Regions from separate parts of the Triticum aestivum genome. Here region 1 is linked to region 2. A link is a contact called in public Hi-C data. All regions are on one chromosome and are shown on one strand. The core of a region is the stretch at or near the end of the contact, and the rest is flanking DNA. Distances in the headings are between cores, read along the strand shown.

What was found. Hi-C and Micro-C count contacts between places; a contact is called where the count stands out from the background.
Region 1: a contact with region 2 is called in a Hi-C map of leaf, with 5 times the contacts expected there. The contact joins the promoter of LOC123091654 here to the enhancer-like site in region 2. A contact is called at or near these places in 2 of 5 Hi-C or Micro-C datasets (leaf and an unstated tissue) and 1 of 1 datasets of contacts at active chromatin or transcription factors (leaf).

Annotation. Positions count from the first base shown.
Region 1 is chr4B:174,844,833-174,849,992 of IWGSC CS RefSeq v2.1, reverse strand. LOC123091654 (protein ZINC INDUCED FACILITATOR-LIKE 1) reads right to left here and starts at 3,730. Exons shown (of 19, transcript XM_044513240.1): 1 at 3,465-3,730; 2 at 2,675-2,718; 3 at 1,766-1,933; 4 at 172-212. The coding sequence starts at 3,658.
Region 2 is chr4B:174,697,032-174,701,929 of IWGSC CS RefSeq v2.1, reverse strand. No RefSeq gene overlaps it. Among protein-coding and RNA genes, the nearest start is that of LOC123091652, 15 kb to the right of the region's middle. Within about 2 kb of position 3,204, at least 1 of the 8 cell types and tissues checked has an H3K27ac peak or open chromatin away from gene starts, as enhancers often do. A contact at or near this core is called in leaf, where this site is marked.

The DNA.
Region 1 (5,160 bases), core at 2,481-4,980, 150 kb before region 2:
ATAATATTTAGACTTATTACCAACAGATACTTCAGAGATAGACGTATGCACAGATATGAACAGATAACTGACGAAGATTGGAATATAAAAAAAACATATATATTTTGTTCATATAAGTATCTAACTACACGTCCTGAATAATTAGAAAAAAAGAGAAACCGATATACATACCATGAAATACAAGAAGGGGAACAGTGACGATATTGGTAAAGCTGGACGGAAAGATCAGATGAAATGTTAGAACAATTTCATTATGAAATGGAAAATGTTCATGAAAAAAGAACAATTTTGCAACAATACGGGGTACATGGCAACATTAATAACAATCTTCGTTCATGTTTTGATAATTTTGTAGATCCAGAAGTGCTGATGTAAATATTTATTGGGTTACAATGGTAACTTGGAGCCACTTCATAGACATTTCATATTACTCAATTAAATTTCTCCAAACCTTCTCAAGAACAAACTCACATAGGCAAGAGCAGGAGTACTAAAAAAAGATTATGCCTGAACTGCTGCTCAATTACAGTGATCTAAAAAACATGGGTAATCTCAGGTTACGTAAACAATGATTGTTTGACCCAGGAAATTTAGTGATGCAAATTTTCACAAATAAATACTCACGTAAACTGAATCTACATAGTCCAGCTTCATACAAAAATCTATTCACTTTCAGAACATGAGTTCAGGTAGCCCATGCTCTAGCTCACATGGGGCAGGCGGGGCAGCGAACAGCAGTCTGGCTGCGTAGTACTCCGGGAGAGATAGACATTTTATGTAAGGCTGGCTGTAATGATCCCACTTAATTAGTGAAAGCTTTTCATTTGCAAAAAAAAAGGGTAGCACGAAATGCTAGTAATGAAAAACACAAGCAGTGAAACAACTAGCCCATGAGGTTGGGTGCTTTTGTAATCGAACAACAAAATTTGCACCACAAATAAATTAGCCCATAAGTTCAGGTGGTTTTAGGGAGGCTCCAGCAGCACAAATAGGAAACAAGACGCGTGTCCACAAGGACTTGAACCTAGGTGGTGGTATTATACATCCACTTCCCCAACCAAGTGAGCTAGGTAGACTTATTTTGAGTTGAAGCGGTTGAATTCAGACTGCTGCTGCTATGACAGTATGATGCATAGGAGCAGGCACAAATTCATGTTCACGGTGCAGACCTTTTTGAGGAACAAAATTCTTACAGACTTGTGTGACTTCAGCAAACCCCGTTGTCTTAGAATTTATCTTGGGAGATTAAGTTTGAAGGACAGAAGATAACCAATATTTATAGAGCCATTTTCAATTCCAATTAAGAAAAAAAATGAAGTAGTAGCTTCATTTGAAATATAAGTACTCCCTAGACTTCAACCATGTCGTGCTTACTTTTTTTTCAAGATAATATTCGCTAGTTAGATGGCTAGTAGTAGTTCAACAAAAATTCATCCCTCCTCATACGGCTCTATTCATGATTACGGATGTGGACATGTGGGGAACAGGTAGGACATGATCGTTAAAAGTCTTGTGTGTGAAGTGCCACCCGATAGCATAGCAATGATCTGGAAGGCCTGGGACATGGGTAGCAGTCGGTGCGATATGCGGGAGTGACCAAAAAAAAACGATAGGACCGATTAAATGCTCCTGCCTCCTGGTACTGCACAACAGTGACCTCATCGAAGAAGAAAATTCCGCTGATTTCATTTTTGTTTGTTTATTACAGAAGAAGAATCTGGCTTGGGGGATGAGGTTTGAGGGGCCCAAAGGAGGGCGGGCGTACCGGTGGTAAGACAGATCATCCAGACGTAGGAGAATTCCTTGTAAGGTAGCCCGGTGCGGAGCTCCTTCCTCCGGTCGTGGTCGCAGCCCGGGCAGCCCGGGTGGTGCCGGCGCTCCGCCTTGATCAGCAGCGGCGAAGTCCCCTCCTCCTCCTCATTGGCCGCCATTGCTTGCAGGCAGCCAATCCCCTCCTCCCCACCCCTCACCTCAGAATAGATAGATAGATAAAAGGAGCTGGGATTGGGAAGCGAGGCCAATCAGCGCAATGCCGCCGCCGCCTTTCCCCGGCTGGGGGAGACCCGACCGAATGGAGAAACGGCAAAGCGAAATCGGGCACGCAGCGGGTGCCGTCCGTGGCGTGGCAATGGCATTCCGGCTTTAATTTGCTTGCCACACGCGCGAGCGCGAATAGATATAGAGAAAGAAAAGAAAGCCAAGGAAGGAAGGAAGGAAGGGGAAGTGAGGCGCCCCGGTCCAAGCAGGCAGGCAGGTCCGTTTCGGTGTCGCATCCTCGCGTCCCCTCCCTCCCTCCCTGACGTCAGAGATGACAACAAGTGGAGGGACTAGAATTTCCGTTGCACAATTATTAAGGCAAAGGGGTTGCTTGGATTTGGAAGAAAGAAAAACTGGAGGTACTACTACAGAGACCGGAGACGGAGAGGATGAGAAATCCAACTCGTGGAACTCCCTCCCCTCCCTTGCCAGCCTCAAAAAAACAACGAGCAACTCCCCCAAAGAAAAGAAAAAGAAAAACTCGTGGATCTCGTGGCCCAAGACGTGCACGTTGTCGTCCAGAAACAGCGGATTCAATCAATCGGAAAAATAAATCTTGTGTAGTAGTACTGTGCTAGTCGGACGGGATCATGTGATTGGGACAGTGCAAGTGCGTGCGTGTTTTGTCTACTTGCGCCTTTCTCCACACAGGACAGACAGATCATTGGTACTGCTCCCTCCCTCGTAGTATGACGGTGACCAGTTGCCCCATCAAATTATGCTCCTCAACAACTAATGCAACCAAATCATGCATACAGCCCCTGATACTACATTTCACCCTCTCTTTTTTACTCTTGCCTTCAAGGGGGAAAGATGGCGTAAAAATGTCCCATGATATAAAAATGTTTTTTAATTAATTGTTTGGTGTGTAAGCCCTGGCCAGCTAGCCATTTAATTCGATCCATGGGCTTGTTAGGTGTTGTGTACCTACTTGAATTGACATCTATGATTATATAGTAGTCCAACTGAATCTTGTTTACATGGTCCCAATTTCGTACTGGGGTGACCCAATTTTTTATCGGTTCAACCAGCAGCCGTGGTGCTTCACCCTGATTTCTCTTGGTTAAAACATTCCAATTCGGTTAATTGTTGGTACATGCGACAACCTGGTTAAAGTATGATACATTCTCTCTACTCCAGTCAACTAGTGAGCTAATCAGCTGTAATTTATCTGTACATCTTAGCTGGGTTGCTAAATTAGTAGAGCACACTATGTTCTGATTATTATTTTTCTTCCCTAGGCAACTCTGTCCTTTTTCCTATTTTTATTACTGGCTTGTGTTGAATCGTGGATGCAGCCCAGCTAGCGCGCACGCAGAATTAAATCAATCAAATCAAGCAGTCAACCAAGCGTTGATGCATTTGCGCAACCAGTTGATTGATGACCAAATCAGGACGGAGATCGGGGATGAAGGGTGGTGGTGTACTGACCGGTGCAGAGGGTGACGGTCCAGACGTAGATGAAGGTGCCGTAGGGGATGCCCGGGTTGGCCGCCTTCCGCCGGTCCACCGCGCACCCGGGGCAGCCCTCCACGTACAGCACGCCGTCCGCCTTCTTCTCCAGCAACGGCACCGACGACTCTGCCGCCGCCGCCCGCCCATTGCGGTCTTGCTCCGCCATATTTACGGCTGCGGTCTCTGAAGTCTGAACTAGGGAAGGGAAGGGAGGGAGGGAGGGGTGGGGAAGGGAGGTTGTTGGGGCTAGGCTATATGTAGTGATGCGAACCCAACAATGATCCCTATGAAGCCGCACGTGCTTGAGACGGGTGAGAATTGATTTCGCTGTGCTTCCGTGGCGATCAAGTTTCAATTGCCCATGCCGACCAGATCCGTCACGGCCAACAGGGAAACAAAATCGGGATCCGCCAATGTATAAATAAACCAAACCAAACCAAACATGCGAGGGAGGGAGCACGGCCACGTCTCCTTTTGGAATGGAACACCGTAAACACATACAGTGCATGTACGCTCAACTGTCTCTCTCTCTCTCTCTCAAAGGAAGAACGCGAATCAAAACATGCACGCGAATCGGTATCATCGTTCATAGCCCAATGCAATAGGCCACGTGACTACATACCACACAACGGACACGTAATATACGTCAGCTTACATTATACGTACTCTGTCGTGGTGAAGCAAACACCTCCGCACCAAACATCATGGAGACCCAGTGACCTTCTTGGTTCCACACGAATGGTGCCTGGGAGCCTTGGATTGGATTCGATGGTCCTACATCAGCTAAGGACGCGGGCGTTGCATTTGGTCCGCAGCTCGCGCGACCCGGGGCGATGCTTACAAGTTATGAGGGCTCGAGCGGCAGCTTTCTTTCATTCCCGCGATCTGGAAGTTGTTGGTAAGGAACAATCTGTGGAGGGCCGCGGTTTTGTTGTTCATGTGTACTCTGCGCCTCCTGTATCGATGGTTGTCTTCGATCAAGAAGTATCAGCTGAACAGATTCAGCAATTCTCTGTTGAAGACAAAGTGATTGATAAAAATTGTAGCAGTTTTATGAGTTTGGTGAAGACTATTCCTCATTTAAGGGTGGAATCTAAGGTGGTGATGATCATAGGATGCACGGGAGGTGAGTTTCAGGATATAAGTATTTGTCAGCATAATACTCTGCTGTCCAGGGACATTGACAGTGAACAAAATGGAAGACAAGCAAGGGAATTTGGATGGCACAGTTGGTATCCTATGCTTATTTTTATCTTCGACCCTGGTGAAGTGACATCCACATCGATGATTTCATCCATGCCAATGGATATGAGGTATGATAATTTTGGGGAAGATATGGATGATTGGCTGGGAGAAGTGTTTAAAGCTGATGTTCAAAGAGATGGCAAGGCACGGCCTATTGATATTACTGCTGCTGGGAAGGGGGCATATGAGGGAAAGGAATTTTCAAAAGAAACAGTAGCGAGGCACAAAGAAGATGGTGAAGACTTAAACTTAGTCAACTCTAGATCAGCCAAGAGACTGCCGATGGGAAAAGATGGTTTGGATGATGGAAGTACAGCAGAGGATATTGATCGTATAGCACTGACAGGAGCCTTTATTCCATATGGACGACAGGGGGTCAGTCACATATGGTTAGCTCGACGTCAGGAAGTAAACGCCAGAAGG
Region 2 (4,898 bases), core at 1,955-4,454:
GTGACGGGCGTGGCGGCTACCGAAGCGCCGGCGAGCTCACTTGTTGAGCCCGCGGCCGACGCGCACAATGTGTTCGACAATATGCCCCAAAGGTAGAAAATTTCCCCAACTTATTTTTTCTTGTTATTTTTTGAATGCATACATATAGATAGCTTATTTGCATTGTTCTATATACTTTGTAGTGTCAACGATGATGCATACATGTCAACTGTGGGTGTTGGCTCCAACAATTCGCATTGGTCTCAAACCAACGACATGCATTTCGAAGACCATGAGTTCGAGGTGGACGAGGACGGTGAGGGCATTGTCGACGCACCGAAAGGAAGAGGAGGCAACTACACCAACGATGAAGACGTCGTGCTATGCAAAACTTGGTTGGATGTGTCGAGGGATCCATCCGTTGGAGGTGATCAAAGTAGAGATGCTTATTGGCTTCGGATGAAAGAACACTTTGATCTTCGCAACGTCAGTGGAATTGACCGCTCCGCACGATCGCTTCTCTCCCGGTGGTCGACCATCAACAGGGATTGTCAACAATGGGCGGCCGCACAAAAAGCGGTTGACAAGTTGAACCCAAGTGGCACCAATGATGACGATAGGGTAAGTGTCATTTCATCATTCCTCATGTTCATCATGCTTGTTGTTGGTGTTCCTTGTGCTAACTTGTTTTGTTTTCATGTTGTTAAATATTGCACAAAACTTGTTCAAAGGAGAGGAGAAGAGGACCAAGAAGGGGAAGATCAAGAAAGGAATGCCATTTACCTTGCCTCATTGCTATGAAGTATTGAAGGATGATGAGAAATGGAAGAAGCGTGAGGATATTGATGATTTGGATTTGAGCAAAAAACGCAAGCGAACAATTAATTTGGAAGATGATGATGATGAGGATGCATCAAGTGAAGATGGCAAGAGAAGCCCCACACCAAACTCAGTTTCATACTCGAAGCCAAAACGACCGGATGGCACCAAGAAAGACGCAAAAGAAAAGAAGAAGAGGAAAGGAGATGATGAGCTCAAAAATGCTATGGAAGAAATTGTCAGCACAAGAAAAGAAGCCAACGAGGTGAGGAAAATGGCAAGGAACCAAGATGCCACGACCGAGGAGAGGAGGTTGGCGGCCGAGGAGAGGAGGGTGGCGGCCGAGGAGAGGAAAGTGGCATTGGAGGAGAGGAAGGTGGGCATGGAGGAGCGATCTAAATTGTTGGGATGGGAGAAGCACTTGTTCTTTTTGGACACATCTTTGTTCAATGATGCGCAAAAGAAGTATGTCAATCTTGCCCGTGAAGAAGTCTTGATCCAAAAAAGAGCCATGATTCACGCAATGGGTGGCGGTGGCCTTGGCGGCATGGGTGGCATTGGTGCCATGGGTGGCTTTGGAGCTACCATGGAGACCATGAGAGGCATGGGTGGCTTCGGAGCACCTCCGGGCGGCTTGGACGGCATGGGTGGCATGGGTGGCATGAGTTTTACGTCTCTCATTTGGGGCATGAGTGCACCTCCGGGCGCCGGTGTGCCACCTTCGCATGAAGATGCCGTTGAAGATCTTGGCAACACCTTCCGAGCTTCACGTGATGAGGATGCGGCGCGCAACAATGAAGAGGAGGAGGAAGAATCGTCTTCAGATGAGTCGGAGGAAGATGAGGATGAAGACGAGGACGAGGCTTGATTGTTGTGCCTTTCATTTGTGTCATGAACTTGGTTTGCATTTTGAACTTGGTTGAATGAACTTGTGGGCATGAATTTGAACTTGTGGGCATGAACTTTTGGGCACGAACTTGGTTGAATGATGTTTGTGATTCAAATTATATGTCATGTGCTTTGTGTTGATGTGTGAAATTTATTTATTTTGTGTTCAAAATGAACAAATGTGATGCGCCGGCTGCTCGCGCGCGCTGCATTTTAGCGCTCTGCTGGAGCTGCGCGCGCGTGCTGCATTTTAACGCGGCTACTGGAGCCAGGGCTGCGCGTCGCGCCAAATCTGACGATGGGCGTGCCGCAAACCAGATTTTACCGCGCCGCGCGTTGGGTGCCTGTTGGAGATGCTCTTAGGTGGGACTCTGTGCTTCCATTCGCGTAACTGGGTAGCAAAAAGATTAGAAGAAAATGAGGAAATGCGTAATGTTTTTTGAATATTGGTACATCATGTATGTACCACTAATAGGGGATACAAAAGCAGATATTTAATTCGGTGCCCAGGTTTATCTTCATCCGGTGAATAGTAAAAAAGTAATAGAAAAAATCAACAATATCTGAATTTTTTTGGATGCAAGATGATCCAGTACGCCAGGGGTCTGTAAAATTTCGTGGCTAATTGGCATTTGAGGAGCTCGTGGCAAAAAAGACAAAATAAGTTTCAAACACTGTTGTTTTCAAAAGCTTTTACAGGCTCGAAATTTATCATTTTTTTAGAGTTACTAAAATGTCTAAACTTCACAAAATTAGCCACGGATTTCATGCACATTAGCGTCTCGCATAACAAAAATATCATTTTTTTAAAACTATTTTTAATGATTTTACTGTTACATGTGGGTGCAGATGCACCGAAAGCCGAAACGCTGCTTCAAAGTAAAAGGACAAATAATGTCGTTAATAGTAGCTCAGAGCCTCAGAATACTGTTCGCGCAGCAAAATTTGAATCGGCTAAAACATAGCAAGGTGTTTTCCTATCTTGACAGATACATTGAATTTATATGACGGATGCTTATGCTAGCACGGCTGACGACTAAGCATTGACCAGCGAGTACTACTTGGATGGAATCTTGTGAATGTGACGTAGTAGTACGTACATGGGTTTTGTCATTTCGCAGATAGATTCATTTTTCGCACAGGCCAAACGAATCATACTACTGGACAGGCTAGCGCGTGAAAGCTTGCCAAATTTTCTGGTCCATTCAACTTGAGAAAAAGAAAAGGAAAACGAGTTTTTGGTGGCAAAGAAGTACAGTGACACTGAAATCAATTCGATCGGCCTGATTTTTGTGCTTCCATGAAACGCTGAATTTCAGCACCAACTATACTACTTCCTCCGCTCAAAAATACTTGTCAGAGAAATACATAAAAATAAATATATTTAAAATTAAAATACATATAGATACATCAATCTCGCCGACAAGTATTTCTGGATGGAGGGTACCTAGGTACTTACTCCTGATTCAGTATGTGCTCAAGGAGACAAGGAGTACTTAGATATGATCTCGACAGCTTGTAGTACAACTGAACATTGTGTATGTGGTCACGATTAGCTCCAGCCGCAACGAATTGACATGGATAGACATGTACCACTGCACAGACATATTAAAAGGGTGCTTGGATCCAAGGGACTATTTTTAGTCTGACTAAAAATAGTCTCTTTTAAAGGCTAAAGTTCCAAGCACCCATGACTAAAAAGAGGCTAGGACTAGTCTTGAGACTAAATTTTTGTAGTCATATGAAACCTACTAAAATATTTATTAGCCCTCTCTCTCCTCATTTAATTCCTATCCTTTAACACATGTGAGTTCTGAATTGGAGGGTTTGGAGGATAATAAATGTTCAATAACTTGATTTTAGTCTTTTTAGTATTTGGATCCAAGCATGGGTGAGGCTAGCAAGTTTTAGTTTCATAACTTTTAATCATGGGACTAAAACGTATCCAAGCACCCTCTAAGCCGCCCAGGCCTGATCGACTCTCCTGATTCAGTTTATTTTCTTCTTATCTTGAGACATTCCCCCATTCAGTTAATTAGTACAGTACCACGCGACAAGCGAGTCGTCGTCGTTCAGAAAGCACTGATGGAGCCGTGCACGGGGCTCGATGTACTCGTGGAATTCTAAACATCGTGCATCGTCAGCTCTTACGTCAGCTCTCCGTCTCTGTTGCTCTTTAGTTTCAACCACTTGTACTTACTATGGCATGTGTTGTCATTTAAGTCTGACTCTAAAACTGAATATATATATATATATATATATATATATATATATATATATATATATATATATATATATATATATATGTATGTTTGTTGTCGTCCTACCTTTGCCCTACACAAAATCACGACGATGCGATTGTTTCGCAGGAGAGAAGAGCAGCTATAAAAACCCGACTCTACCACTCTGATTGTATTACTTAATTACACAGTACTCCAGCAAGTAGCAAAAGAACACTCACTAATCTCCAAGGGAAGGGATGGATGGCCACAATTTTTCCTCCTGTCAAGTAAACAATTGTGTACGCCCTCCGTTCGGAATTACTTGTCGCAGAAATGGATGTATCTAGACATATTTTAGTTTTAGATACATTTATTTTCGAGACAAGTAATTCCGAACGGAGGGAGTAGTATCCACTATCTTTCTAGTGGCCAGCATCCATAAGTTGCATACTCTTAATGGTAAAAAAGACACTCCAAGGGGATGTACTTTTATATTTTTATTACTACCCGTTCAGTTGTTTGTCCATTGAACCGACTATTGTTTTCACTGATATTTACTCCCTCCGTTTCTAAATATAAGTCGTTTTAAATATTTTAATACGGACTATATATGGATGCATATAGACATATTTTAAAGTGTAGATTCACTCATGTTGTCTCACATGTAGTCCATATTAAAATTTCTAAAATGACTTACTCCCTCCTTCCATCTATACAGGGCCTAAATTTTGAATCTCTCATATCAAGGCTGTTGCATAAAAAGAGAAGCAAATATTGGGAATAGTACTTCATTAATCCCTCACACGCAACTTCCTCCCCTCCTTTTTCTGCATGCAGCCCACAATAACTCCTCTCATCCTGCATGTATTGGCCAAAAGAAACAACTTTGTGGAGAAGAAAGAAGGAGGGAGATATTTACCCACACCTAGGGTTAGGGTTAGGGTTAGGGTTCTTATATATGGATGCATCTAGCACTAACTTAGTGCTAGA